5 separate regions of the Mus musculus genome follow, and all the other regions are linked to region 1. A link is a contact called in public Hi-C and HiChIP or PLAC-seq data. All regions are on one chromosome and are shown on one strand. The core of a region is the stretch at or near the end of the contact, and the rest is flanking DNA. Distances in the headings are between cores, read along the strand shown. Region 1 has its middle 120 kb from the start of 4930449C09Rik. Region 2 has its middle 40 kb from the start of Gm41333. Region 3 has its middle 9.7 kb from the start of Gm22521. Region 4 has its middle 45 kb from the start of Gm41333. Region 5 has its middle 32 kb from the start of Gm22521.

The links. Hi-C and Micro-C count contacts between places; a contact is called where the count stands out from the background. HiChIP or PLAC-seq counts read pairs in DNA pulled down with a chosen protein or histone mark.
Region 2: a Hi-C map of the N1E-115 cell line shows a contact between it and region 1, with 2.7 times the contacts expected there. The contact joins two enhancer-like sites. A contact is called at or near these places in 2 of 484 Hi-C or Micro-C datasets (the N1E-115 cell line and uterus).
Region 3: a Hi-C map of the N1E-115 cell line shows a contact between it and region 1, with 10 times the contacts expected there. The contact joins two enhancer-like sites. A contact is called at or near these places in 2 of 39 promoter capture datasets (the 3T3-L1 cell line and the HPC-7 cell line), 2 of 15 datasets of contacts at CTCF or cohesin (large pre-B cells and pro-B cells), 14 of 484 Hi-C or Micro-C datasets (the 63-12 cell line, B cells, the Ba/F3 cell line and 10 more) and 5 of 115 datasets of contacts at active chromatin or transcription factors (the 230-238 cell line, CD8 T cells, T-cell acute lymphoblastic leukemia and 2 more).
Region 4: a contact with region 1 is called in a Hi-C map of uterus, with 2.2 times the contacts expected there. The contact joins two enhancer-like sites. A contact is called at or near these places in 1 of 15 datasets of contacts at CTCF or cohesin (large pre-B cells), 2 of 484 Hi-C or Micro-C datasets (the N1E-115 cell line and uterus) and 1 of 115 datasets of contacts at active chromatin or transcription factors (acute myeloid leukemia).
Region 5: a contact with region 1 is called in an H3K27ac HiChIP or PLAC-seq map of T-cell acute lymphoblastic leukemia, with 8 times the contacts expected there. The contact joins two enhancer-like sites. A contact is called at or near these places in 1 of 15 datasets of contacts at CTCF or cohesin (large pre-B cells), 12 of 484 Hi-C or Micro-C datasets (the 63-12 cell line, B cells, the G1E-ER4 cell line and 8 more) and 5 of 115 datasets of contacts at active chromatin or transcription factors (the 230-238 cell line, CD8 T cells, T-cell acute lymphoblastic leukemia and 1 more).

Annotation. Positions count from the first base shown.
Region 1 is chr15:63,600,317-63,603,080 of GRCm38.p6, forward strand. No RefSeq gene overlaps it. Among named protein-coding and RNA genes, the nearest start is that of 4930449C09Rik, 120 kb to the right of the region's middle. Within about 2 kb of position 1,430, at least 38 of the 459 cell types and tissues checked have an H3K27ac peak or open chromatin away from gene starts, as enhancers often do. A contact at or near this core is called in the 63-12 cell line, the N1E-115 cell line, T-cell acute lymphoblastic leukemia and 2 more, where this site is marked.
Region 2 is chr15:62,627,468-62,630,167 of GRCm38.p6, forward strand. No RefSeq gene overlaps it. Among named protein-coding and RNA genes, the nearest start is that of Gm41333, 40 kb to the right of the region's middle. Within about 2 kb of position 1,299, at least 10 of the 459 cell types and tissues checked have an H3K27ac peak or open chromatin away from gene starts, as enhancers often do. A contact at or near this core is called in the N1E-115 cell line, where this site is marked.
Region 3 is chr15:62,801,600-62,804,299 of GRCm38.p6, forward strand. No RefSeq gene overlaps it. Among named protein-coding and RNA genes, the nearest start is that of Gm22521, 9.7 kb to the left of the region's middle. Within about 2 kb of position 1,367, at least 12 of the 459 cell types and tissues checked have an H3K27ac peak or open chromatin away from gene starts, as enhancers often do. A contact at or near this core is called in the N1E-115 cell line, where this site is marked.
Region 4 is chr15:62,713,037-62,715,736 of GRCm38.p6, forward strand. No RefSeq gene overlaps it. Among named protein-coding and RNA genes, the nearest start is that of Gm41333, 45 kb to the left of the region's middle. Within about 2 kb of position 1,450, at least 8 of the 459 cell types and tissues checked have an H3K27ac peak or open chromatin away from gene starts, as enhancers often do. A contact at or near this core is called in uterus, where this site is marked.
Region 5 is chr15:62,823,616-62,826,416 of GRCm38.p6, forward strand. No RefSeq gene overlaps it. Among named protein-coding and RNA genes, the nearest start is that of Gm22521, 32 kb to the left of the region's middle. Within about 2 kb of position 1,551, at least 41 of the 459 cell types and tissues checked have an H3K27ac peak or open chromatin away from gene starts, as enhancers often do. A contact at or near this core is called in the 63-12 cell line, T-cell acute lymphoblastic leukemia and muscle stem cells, where this site is marked.

The DNA of each region.
Region 1 (2,764 bases), core at 180-2,679:
TTCTCCAAAGTCAGCAAGAGAATCTCTATTCAGTCTGCTATACAAGATTTTTGCCATACAAAGTAGCTATCTTATCCTGATTGTTAAGTAGAATAACCATTTATAGGGTGGTATCCCCAATACAACTAGAGCTTACACTACGAGGGAGGGTTTATACATAGAATATATATTTGATGGATATGTAGAAGAAATTTTAGGGAACAATTTACAAATCCTGCTTATCAAATGGCCCAAGCATTGGTATCTTTATTCCATACATAAAATAAAATGTATAACAAAATAAACAATTTCATAAGAGAAAAAAGTAATACAATTTTCAAATAGAAGGGCTGGAGAAATGGCTCAATGAGTAAAATGCTTGCTGCATATACAGGAGGACCTGAGCTCAGAATTCCAGAATCCTTGAAGCAAAAGAAAGAATTAGATAAAATATCAAGGAAAAGCATAGACTGAAACAAAAAGAAAGTAAGATATATATTGTAAACTAATGTTCTGAAGATGCACATTGTCAGAATGGATTTAAAATATGTAAAAGGGTATAAGGAATATTTTAAGAGAAATTAAGGTTAAATAGATCTAAATGGATATGAATGTATATTGAATGGTATAAATATAAGATTGATGGGTTTCCCCAGTTACTTTTCTCCAGAAAGGACGAGCCAACTCTCAACTATGTGGGAGAGAGAAAGAGAGTAGTAGTCTGCTTCTGGAGAAATTGCAGACAAGCATTTCGCAAGCCAGAAAGCATCTATAATGTCTGCCGTGGACTGTGTCTTGTGAACCAGACTCTCTGGAAGCTGAGACAGAATTCCATTGACACATAAAACCCCATTCTGTTAAAACTTTCAGGCTCTGGTCCTCACTGCTCAGACTAGTGCAGCCCCACTGACTCAAGCTGACTATCCCCTCCATATTATCTCACATGTTAAAAAAAATTAATTAAGATGATCATAGTCCCCCTTGATTTTTTTTTTTTTGACCTTTGCTCTTCTTGAGTAAAACACTAAGAAGACAGAAATTGTCTGGGGCAAGAGACTTACACCTTTGTGAGTGTGGCATAGCAAGCCAGCTGTGCAGAAATAGCTGTTTGATCACGTACATGAATGTGACTGCTAGAGGAAAAATAGTTCCACCAGTTATTTTGTAGGCTGTGGTGAGATTTAACTGAGAAAGTCCATATGAGGCTGTCATCAATGTCTTTCATCCAATCTGTCTCTTACCAGATATCTCTATCAGGGAGGTGGGAGATTTATAGAGCCACACCCATCATCTCCCTGCAAAGGAAGGAATCCAACCTGCATACCTAAAATTTGCAGAGCCTTGAAGCCATTCTGAAGATTGTGCGTTGGATGAAACTGGATTCCCAATAAAGGACTCTGTGACAGGGTATTGCCCAGCCTGAGGCACTGACTACTCCAAAGTTGGACTGAGCTTGCCATCTAGAGGACACCAGGGGACAGACAGTCCCTACAGGGTCTTCGGTAGACAAGACCTTGGCACCTTAAGACAGACAAAGCTCCCTCTCTAAAGGACATTCGTTGAGGGTTTGACTGTCCAAGCATCATAGGGGCAGAGAAAAATACAGCCTCTGCCCTTGGTGCTCTAACGTGAAAATGAGACTCGCTTTCTAGAAGGATGGAGAAATTTCCTCTCGCAGATGTGTCCACTAATAAATCACAATGCCAGCTAAGGTTTCTCTCTGAATTAGATCTCAGTTTTCTTGACACTCAAGCTGAGGTGGACATCAGAAGTCCTCACTGCTTCATCTTGTCACTAAAGGGTAACGCCAGCCAGCTGAGGCCACACAGCTAGAAAGTAGCAGAGACAGACTTTGTGGAGTAATACTGGAAGTACCTGTATCAAGAGACTGACCTGTGCCTGAAGCAGCCAGATGCCATGGACCTTGTGGGAAGAAAACAGAGCAAGCAGAGACTCTGGGCTGTTGGTATTTCAAGGGCAGATTTTTATAAGTCAGACGTATTCATATCTTGTTGAGGCCCTAATTTGCCAGTGATGGAAGAAATGAGGAACTTTGGCCTCTGGCCTAGATTCACATAACTCTTCTCACCCTATAAATCCAGTGAGGCTGGAGAAAGTTTTTCTGACTGTATATACGCTTACAGTCTAAGAATCCTTTACCTTTTGAAAGGTGCCAATGTGGCTACATACAATTCAGGGCATTTAAACTAAAAAAGAAAATCTCTTTTCCAGAAGCAAGTCTGTAGGCCAGAATCCTAAACATTTCACCAATGTATAGCCTGTCCATATTCATGCTATCACTTACCATTGCATTCACAGTTAGTTTACACTTGTATGCACAGTCAGTTAGCAAGTGTGAATTCTGAATGAGCTGTGGTTAGGCATCAAGGAGACAGTGATGCCATGATATTCACAGCCACTGTCCTCATGCATCTTACATAGTTAGGAGACTATGAGAAATGCCCCAAAATGGCACCCCTGAGTAGACATTGAGGATTAAGTAATAACAAACTGAAAGTGAATTTGCAGTTGCCTTTCTACTCATTCTCTGTGTGGTCACTGCACCTTTGGTACCCTTTTCTTAGAGCTTCCCTCACTCAATGTATTCTTTTCCATCTTTTTTTAAATTTTGTTAAGTTTTGATATAAAAAAAAAAAACCTATCTATACACATGGACTTTCTGCTTCTGGAGGCCAGCGAAAAATTCTATCTATCTCATAATCTCCCACATTTTCTAGAGCCAAGAATCAAGATAGTAGATTTGGGTTGAAATTTTGGATAAATC
Region 2 (2,700 bases), core at 49-2,548, 970 kb before region 1:
TTGCTTTGCAGAAGCTTTGCAATTTTATGAGGTCCCATTTATCGATTCTCGATCTTACAGCACAAGCCATTGCTGTTCTATTCAGGAATTTTTCCCCTGTACCCATATCTTTGAGGCTTTTCCCTACTTTCTCCTCTATAAGTTTCAGTGTCTCTGGTTTTATGTGGAGTTCCTTAATCCACTTAGATTTGACCTTAGTACAAGGGAGATAGAAATGGATCAATTTGCATTGTTCTACATGATAACCGCCAGTTGTGCCAGCACCATTTGTTGAAAATGCTGTCTTTTTTCCACTGGATGGTTTTAGCTCCCTTGTCAAAGATCAAGTGACCATAGGTGTGTGGGTTCATCTCTGGGTCTTCAATTCTGTTCCATTGGTCTACTTGAGTCTCACATTTCTTAATGAAATGTCACAAATATTTGTATATCATTTTTGTTACATTAGTATTATATATAATCTAGAGATATTTTAAGTTTGAAAGAGAATATGAAGAGTATATGTAGATGTTCATAGTGTGTGTGTGTGTGTGTGTGTGTGTGTGTGTGTGTGTGTGTGTGTGTAGGAGATTTGAATGTATGGCCTGGGAACCTATAGAGTATTCTAGAAACAATCCCCCATGGATGCTTCAAAGTCTTATGAACTAACATCTCTGAATGTCAAGAAAACTCAAAAACTTATTTGAGAAGAAAGACTGAATAATCAGTTATGTATTTGCTGAAGAAATGATAATGTTTTTCTCTGGGCAATTAGACTTAAGATCTCTAAGGTCTTACAAGTCCAGACATTTTAACCAAATAAGAATCCCTTGTTCTTAAAAATGGGGAATGACTGTAAAAATCTGAGAACATAACTCTTGCCACATTCTTTCTTGTGGCCTTTGTTAGTCTCAAAAGCTTTACATTGAATTAGATATTTGGTAAATAGTTCTTAATAAATATATATTTGTTGTTAAATGCCAACATACGGTCAATGTCTATATAGCTTTTATAAAATAGGCAAAGTATTAATTTTATCATACAGGTAATAAGATTTAGTCAGAGGGAATTCAAATATACAGGCATAAGTGGGCACTGGGTACATGGTGATACTTTAGTTACCCTACCATAGTGACTCCTCTTAATTTCCTCTTAACTTAATTTCCTCTAGTGTGTTGGGCTTGACAGTCACAGCTGTCAGGAATATGAAGATTTTTGTTGTTCTTGTTTATCATGAGCCACGTTTGCTGCTTTAACCCTTTACACTCTTATAACACCAAGACAAATGGCTGACCCTGACAAGCACTTGTCAAGTAAATATCAATGAGAAACGTATAAAACCACTTAGTGGGCTCACAGGAGTTTCCCTAAGTGAATCAGAGGAAACAGAGAAAGGGACATCTAGCTGCCCATTAGCACACACTTTGAAGAGTCACAGATGTGATACCTTATAAAGTAGATTTGCATTCATTAAAGGTCACTTTCTGCTGAGTATTTGCACTTAACATGTAAGACATGAGAAGGCCTCTCTACCTCGTTCCTCCAATTTGTCTGCTCCATGATCAATATTGAAGTCTAGACAAAGACAACTGTAGGAACTTATCACTGCTTAATTCTCCATAAGATTGACTGGACTTCCTGGACATCTGGAGTTAGCAGCAGTGAGCTGTGTGCAGGAGTGACAAATGTCCTTATGACACATGAAGATTCAGTTATGGAACAGAATGCTTCCTGTTATTTTTATTGGCCATTCTACTGAGATCTTCCAGAGAGAAGTTTGTTTCTTACCAAATAAAAGAAATGCTACAGGGCTGAGTCATGGAGTTCAGTTCTTGAGAAAAGTCAGGGATGCATTTATCACATCACACTCTGTTAATGGTCTTGAAGCATCCTCTTCCTGCTAGGATCCCCATCTTCCATGGAGCCCCTTGCCTTCCATCTAAAATGCTGCTCAGTTTCTGTCATGTGTGGTAAAGTTATCTTTATGCTAGAGGTTTACGAAACCCCCTGGGATAGTCTCTGTGGAAAAACACAGCCAAGTTGTCCATTCTGCCTCCTGATTCTTACACATCCCTTACTATAGTTTCTTTTAAACATAGGGCTTCAAGAGGCCCAGGATCTACCCATTCCTTAAACTGTAGCCTGATGATGATCATTTACCCTTGATTCTCCTGCCTCTATCACCTACTAACTGCTGGAATTATAGATGTGTACCACCAAGCACAAGTGTCTCTTGTTTTGTCTATAGTACCTGTAAATGTGCCTCCATGTCACCTTTACTAAGTTTTAATTTAGAGCTAGGTTTTACATATTTAATTTCTTTCCCTCTTAATATTAATTTCTGTATTTGTGCAGACTAGTTTCTTTGGGCCCCATCTTAAGTACATATGGATATTTCTCTTATTTAGTAAAAGTGTATTTATAATTGCCTATATTTCAGACATTGTTCTAGCTAACCTTTTGCAGATACAATGCAATGAGAGGGAAATCTCTTTCATGGATCTGTTGATTTATTTGCAGGAGAAAAAATAAGCATATGAATTAAATAAGCAAGATAAGAAGCTTAAAGATAGACCTCTGTGGTGGGCATCAGTGGAGCAGAGAGTTGACCAGCAAAAGAGAACGTGATCAGGTAAATAAAGGATAAAAATCTAAAGGGCAAAGGCAAGGCAAATGAAATCAAGGAGAAAGAACTTGCTTTCCATGTTTGAAGAAATTTATGAG
Region 3 (2,700 bases), core at 117-2,616, 800 kb before region 1:
ATTAGAACTAGGGGACCCAGAACAGACTGACCATTTCCCTCTAGTGTGGAGACTTTTAGGACTCTGTGTAATCTTCTCAATTTATTTCAAAGTTGGTGTTTTAAAGATATTTCCAGGATTATCCCATCACGGTTATTTGGATTGCTTTTGGCTGTTTTACAAATCCACAAAGGTGCTTGTGGTAGGAACTTTTCTCAAAGCTCTCACAATGAGAAATCGCTGGTACAGCCTCCATCCTCTACCCCATTGTGAGTATGGGAAGTTATTCAAAGGCTTTTAGGTTGGCTGTATGCCAAGAGAGGATGACTGTTACCTGTAATCAGATTCTTCAAGCTCATTTCAATCCCCCCTAAGGACCCTACAAATTGTCTTTCCAGGCAAATTTAGGAATGATTGTCTGGAGCCATTCTAAAAATCTTGCTAATTTACTGATCCACTCCTGTCCTGTTTAGTTTATTGTTTATTATTTTTATTAATAGCACTTAAATTCACCTTGAAACGCTGAAACTGAAGAATTTCCTTGCATCAGGTGAGTGAGTCTGTTGTTTTATCTGTGACAGATTGTCTTGGTTAATAATCAGAATGAGAAAATCCAGTACAGTGAATGGCACTATCCTTAGGCAGATGAGGAAGCCAGAGACTTAACCAGTAAGTAGTACTCCTCTATGGCTTCAGTTTCTACCCTGACTTTACTCAATTATGGACTATACCCTGGAAGTATAAATCAAACAAATATTTTCACCCACCCACTAAGTTTGTTTTTCTTAGACTGTCTTGTTACAGAAGGAGAAAAAACAAGCTTGCACAAGCTCCTAAACTTTTCTCAGAAACGTAAAGGTATCATTGGACGTAAAGACAATTTCCAATGAGCTTTTCAACCCTTTGATTATCATGAATCATTGACAAATTGAACAAAAAGAGCCAAGTGTGCTTTATATGTAAACAAAATATTGGAAGAGTGGATTATTACAGCTCTCTTAAAATAGAGTTTCCTGGAAGAGTTCTGTGGAACATATGTATATTTATCTCAACTCTCATTTGAAATCTGAACTCCCACATGATGTCAGTTTGCTTAGGTCATTTAAACTCTCAAGGCCTGTGCATGAGCATTTTTAGAGTGAGGGGCAGTTGAGGAGACCTCTGGTAAGTTCTGTGTTAGCTACAACATTCAGTGATTCTAGTCTTTTGGTATTAAAGACCATTTCTTTGGATTTTGTTTTTCTTTTACTGAAAGTTCCACCTTACCCTGCAAAGCTCCTCAGCCAGAATAGACTAGATTTAAATTTGTAGGCTTATAATATTTCAGAGTTCAAAGGCACTGTCAGGTCACAGAGCTCAACTCTATGGTGATACATAATACCTTCTCCAACACCTCCACCAAGTGGCCAAGCAGTCTGTATTCCACAGGTAGGAGCATGCCTGTTGGTACTCACCACATCCATTCTATGCCAAACAGCATTTGCTCTAAACCTCCCTATGACTTTGAGGTTCTTTCTCCAGTTTTTCCCAAAGCAGGTGTCTCTCTTGTTTCACAAGGACACCTAAATTCTACCTTTATGCTCAATTTACTGTTTTTTTTTTTTCTTTTTAAACAAAGCATTTCTTCAGTCATTTGAAAATGATCAATCCAAACCCTTAGCTCTAGAAAAGGTAACTCGGCTCTTTGGATCTTTGGAGCATCCTTGTTCTGAGAGTGTCCCTAGTTCTGATCACTGTCTTCGTAATTTGGCACAGATTACCAACTTCCATTTGACTGCCTCTCAGTAATCAGTTAAGTATCCAAGTAATTTGGGATGGCAAAATTTCAAAGCTGGCTTTCATCAAAAACAAAAGAATCTGATAGGAAACTGGTACAGAAGCTGACGAAAATATAGAACCGAAGCGATGCTAGGAACAGAACAGTCATTTCTGTTGGGTATCTTGAGCCCCAACTTCAGTGCATTGCCTTCAGTAATATACTAACTCTCCCCGCCTGTGATGTTTAAGTTACCTTTAGAAGATTGACATCTAAGGAATTTAAGGTTTTTTTTTTTCATGTTGAAAAGTAGTTAATCAATACCTCAAATGGAAGAAATATTTCAGACATACTGTATAAGAAATAAAGTTATGGAAGGACTGAAGGAGCTGAAGGGGACTGCAACCCTATAGGGGGAAAAAAACAGTATCAACTAACTGGTCTCTCCAGGGACCAAGCCAAGCAAAGAGTATACATGGGTAAGTCCATGGCTCCCACTACATATGTAGGAGAGGATTGCCTTATCTGGCATCAACAGGAGCAGAGATGCTTGGTCTTCTGGAGGCCTGTTGTACCATCGAAGGAGGGTGCTAAAGAGGTGAGGCAGGATTGGGTAGGTGGGTGGGAGAGTACCCTATTAGAGGCAAAGGAAAGTGAAGATGGAATGAGATGTTTACAGAGAGGAAACTGGGAATGAGCACGTTTGAAAAATAATAATAAGTAAGTAAACTAAAAAAACACTCTCTTTCTACAAATAAATGGAAAGCATTAAAAAATCTGGCTCCCTAATTACTTTTCAAGAGAAACTACTTTTGAAATTTCTTTAGAGAGCAGATTTCCAGACTGAGACTACTAGACAGAAATACCACCGAATGGCAGAGTGTTTTCATGTCCCTCTGTAGGAGTATAGATGAGTCTTCTGTGCTTTACTCTTTTTCCTATGGTAGTTCATCCAGCTGACAAGG
Region 4 (2,700 bases), core at 200-2,699, 890 kb before region 1:
TTCTGACCTTGTCCATTGTTCCTCATGTTCCTAACACTAGCCTATGTGTTTGATTTTTTTTTTTAATATAAAAGAGCACAAGTACCCAGAAGGCATGACAAGTATCTGTTTCAGCCAGTGCTTTTTCTCTGATCCCCGAGAAAGTGTTTGAATAAGTCAACAGATGGGTGGAGGAGTGATTAACCCCTTCTTACAAGTGCATGGACTGGGGAGCAGAGGGCAATGATAGGCTAGTCACGATCAACAGTGTTTAGGGACAGAGCTAGTGGGATAACTAAGAATCTGGAATAGTTTTATAATTTTTTTTATATGATATCCTTCCCCAATTTTGCAGCTAATGCATCTCTCTTGACTCACCTTCCTTCTGGTTTAGTTGACTACATGATGCCTATATCTGGGAGACTTAGGAAGGAAAAATCTTTATTATCCAGGTTCTTATTAAGTTTGCATGTTTTAGAGCTTCCTTTAAAAAAAAAAAGCCTGAATGTGACGCTATTGTATTTTAAAGCATGCTCTAACATGAGCAAGCTTTATCATTTATTGTACAAGCATGTTTGCATATATATATATATATATATATATATATATATACACATATGTACACACATACACACACATGAAAATCCCTAGAGAACTCTATGATCTTGCAGTATATTTCACATGTACTTAATAATTAAAATTGCACTAAGCTCAATTTCATAAACTTTTTCATGTGTTATAAACAGTTTGTTATTTTTATTATTAATTCATGTATTTATTTGTATTTATTTTTCATGAGAGAGTCTCACTATGTGGTTCTGATTGCGCTGCAATTCACTTCCTAGATCAGGCTGGCCTGGGACTCTCAGAGATCAATCTGCCTCTACCTCCTGAGTGCTGGGATCAAAGGTGTGTGCCACTACTCCCAGCTGTTAACCAGCTTTCTCATGTCATTAAAACTAACAGGCTTGGGAGTTGTGAATATTTCAACACATGCCTGTGTCATGAGTTTCCCTATTCACTTTCCTGTTGACATGACAAGCCTCCTTCCATTGTTTATTTACGTGATTTTTAGGTTCCTGTCCTATTTTATACGATTACTAATACAATGTTAATGTTTCCCTGCTTTTCCAAGCAAATATATATGTATGTATATATATATTATTTATGTTTTGCTAAAATTATAAGAAATAATCTTGAAAATCGCAGGAAATAGCTCAAAATTTCTCTGTCCCAGTCACCCCTGAAGACTTCTCTCATTTGCATTTTTAGTCTTTGAAGCTGAATAGAAGGTGGGAGTCTGTTTGAGGGGTGGACAGGAAACATTGGCCAATTTGAGAGCAAATAGAGGTTTGGGGAGTGTGTTTACATTCTGTCCCACGTGTGGGATCCTGGCCTTTGTAGGCAGGCGGATAAAAAGGCAGGCCTGGCTTTCATGGCGCCTGAGGACCTCTGTGCTTTAACAACACAGGCACAAGTTGTTCTGGGAGCTGGTCAACATGACTCAGCCACAGAAACATAGCAGTTTGCAAGGCCAGGACCTGTTCTTCCTCCCAAGTTCCATGGAGAAAGAAAGGCCAGCAAAGATCTCCAGTCTGAGAAAGAACTCTGTGTTCAGAGTGTCTGGACCCAGCAGGCTATTCCAGCCATAATTCTGGCTGGGGAGATGCCCTAGCCACATGCCTACCATACTTGCACAGTTTAGATGGATGCTCTCCCTCTCACTGAAGCCCCACATAATCGCCACCATTGATTGGGTACCTCCTGTGTGCCAGTTTCTAAGCCATGCACTTTCAATCCTCAAAATAACACCTCAAGGCTAGTATTGTTGACTGTGTTTTCGAAATAAAGACACTGAAGTTCAGAAAGATTAAGAGAGCTGCCTGAATCATACAGAACTGGGATTTAAAACTGGCATGTGTGACTTTAAAGTGCGTGCTTTGGACAACACCTGTGTCCTGAAGAATACAGTCTGTTTGCCCAACATCCATAATTCTAGCAACAGTAGTCCTGAACTATATTGTATTAGAATGATCCATTCATCAACACTACAGTGAGTACGTACTTTGTACTCTTTGTCAGGCTCTATAGTAACTTCTATTGTAGAAACTGAAGTAACTGTCTTCACTGTTGCTAAGGGAAGATGAAGGAATGGAATCAGGAGCTGGACCTGGATCACTACTTTCATCACAGGGACTAGGTGATCACAGAAATAACACAGTAAATACCTGTAGACCAGAAGGAGTCAAGACTGGGTGATACATTGTAAAGCATTTGAAAGCTAGTCTGAAGACATTACTCTTAGGGTTAGTTTGTACTGGCTGTGAAATAGTCAGGACTTGTGTTGAGTCTCTCTGCAGTACGTCCTTCTCTGTAGGGGAAGACAGTACCAGATCCTGTGGATTCAGTGGATCAGAGAATCCGTTACAGGCATTAGAGCACTCAGGAAGGGTAAATGTCAATTGAATATATGTTTTGTAATATATGTTGGTCAGTTTTGTAGGCTTTAGAAGTTCTATTCATCAACTTAAGACAGGTACATTGTAGATGAGGAGAGTGAGGCTCGGACCATTTAGAGGGCGTGCTAGAGGAGATACATGTGGCAAGGACAGAAGCAAGAGTCAGATTCTCATTGCAAGATGCGGTGCCCCCACATAAGTTCCAATCAGGCCACTAGAAAGCTTTCTCTAGGAACATACGGTAAGCCAACTTCTGACAGAT
Region 5 (2,801 bases), core at 301-2,800, 780 kb before region 1:
TCAAATAGCTTTATCAGTAGTAATTAAAATTATCACACACATATTCAGAGAATGTCAGACAAATGAATGCATAGATGAAGACGGTTATAGAGAAACAAAATCATGACACTCTGGAATCCTCCACCATGGAACTGTCGTTAAAAAATAAAAAGTGGACATCTTTAGCATCAAGACTAGAATAACAGAGGAGATACATTTTAAAAGTTAATGTCAATGTGTCCCTACTTGAAGAGGGCATATTGGCTGGTAATGTGCCTCTAAATGGGGCATAGTGGACATCTTAAGCCCTCTTGCTTTGGTCAACAGGTTCACAGATAGGTTTCTGAGATCAGGTCACAGAATAACAATGGGCATTCGAGAGTGTCACAGACCAAATACAACTCCACTTCCTCTTTGATTACCTCATCTACCATAATTTCCTTTCCAGGGACAGTGGTGAAGACCAATGCATGAACACTAGGGTAGACAAACCCTAACATCTGGTGCTCTCTCTCACACCCCTGCAGAGGAAAGGCCAAGTGCATTTCTAGGAAATAGCATTTTCTGAATTGTATTTCTGTCATGTATTACAGCCACATGTAACTCAAAGAAGCATGTGGTAAACAACTACCCACCTTCCTACTACCTTCTCACCAGTGCTAAGTATTTTCCTTTCTTTGAATCAATTATCTCTTACACTTCCTCCTTATTTCCTTCTCTCTTTAAAATTCTCTGTCTTTATACATGGCTGCTTACAGAAACATCCTTACCACACTCCACTTTCACTCTGAGCCAGTGAGGCTGTATTTTAGTTTCATGAAAAAAAAAATAGAGTCAAAAGAGGATATGATCACCACACAATGTTTTTGAATAAGATGAGTTTTTCTATTCTCTCCTAACTTCTAAATACTTTCAACCTGTAAGAAGGTGGCATCCACAGGCAAAGGAATTTTAAATATATACATGTATATGTATATGAATGCATGTGTATATATGTATATGTACATATACACATACATATATATAATCAGTAAAACCAGAGGAATTTCAGGGAGAAAAGTGGAGCCAAAGTTGCTGCACAGTCCTCAGAACATCTAACATTGCTGACACCTACACCTTAGACACTGAACACATCTAACTGTGAGACAAAGCCTGTCTATTTTTAAACCATTTGTTGACTAGCAGCCCTAGGAGGCTAATTCAGGCCAAATGTATTGTATGGCAAAAGAATTGCTTATGAGTTAGATGTGGTGAAGTTATTTCCTTGGCTTCAAAGCGGTTCAGTTTCATAAAGAAAACACAGTATACTTCCCCAGTGACTTAGCACATAGTTATCACAGGATGGATGCGTGTGGATTTTTATGGCTTCTCAGGATAATAATTTCCATAACATGTTGTCTCAATCTCTTTTCATGCACTGTCCTGTAATATGTGTTGTTTATTAGTCAAGTTCATCTCTGTACAATACATTTGGAGCAGGAAAAGGTCTGAGTCATGAAGGTAGGAAACAGGGCAGAATGAAAGAACAGAAACGGAGACAAGTGTTTTATGTGGGTTATAAAGGATGATTCTTATGTTCTTCCCAGAAAGCTACCACATGCGCATGTACAAAACGATGGCCTATTCTTCCACTGCCTAGCTCTCTAGGTGATGGAAATTGTTACCAATTGTGATCTAATTTTATTTTTTTGGAAACGTTTGAAACCTCATTTGCACGTAGTCTCACTAGAGTTCGGCAAAGTACCACATTCAAGTGCTTTGGATAATTCAGAGCTGAACAACAAATGACTACAGAGACTTCCTTTCTTGAGATTTCTCCAGCGCTAGAAGACCTTCAGTGCCTTCAGAAGCAGTTCACACTAAAAGGAAAGGGCCCTTTCCCTGACATTCATTCACTTGCAGGGAACATCAAAAAGGTGCTGTTTCCTCTGCAGAGAAAGTTTAACCTTCCAAGTGAGAGATGGAAAATGTGGGACTAGTGTCTAGCTGCATCTGATAATCACCACCCCAAGTAAACTTTCCTCAGCAACAACTCTGATTCATTCTCTTGTTTTGATGTTAAGCCTGGTATTTTGAAGTGAAATGAGGGTCCTGACTGTATTGTATAACAACTGGAGACATACTCTGCCCAAATAAGGTCTATTCAACAAGAGTAGGAGCCAGCTGGCACATGGCTTTGGGTGCCAGTAGATGTAATCATGCCAAGCAAGGGAGCTTTAATGGGCAGCTGTTACCTTGTCCAGCTGTCCAACAGATGGAGAGATGAGCACTGGAGATCTCTAGCTGGCACCAAATATTCCTGCCTCCTTCTTGTGCTATTTGAAAATCAGTGAAAGGAAATTGACAAGTAATGATATGCTTAATATAAGGGCAGCCCTACATCACCAGTAAGAGTTCCCTTTAGTTAAGACTAGTGCTCAGCCTTATCTCCAAGTGTCTAGCTTTAAGTTATGTAACAGGCATATGAGAGACTTAACACACACACACACACACACACACACACACACACACACACACACACACATGCCTACTTCCCCATGGACTTTGTCCATTTCTCTATTCCACTACTCATATTTCTATATATCCATAGATGGCTCTCTAAGTAGAAAAAGCAGAAAATATATTTAAAGACTGGCTTTGCAGTAGTTCAAGTTGACACTATAAACTACCTCATTATAACAATGGAGTAAGACCTGTGGAGACGGCACAGTTAGTAAAGTACCTGCCTCCTAAGCATGACTATGTAAATTTAGTTCTGTAGTACCCATGAACAAGAGATCCATGAGGACATGAATTTAGGCACTCACTATTCAGCAAGTCTA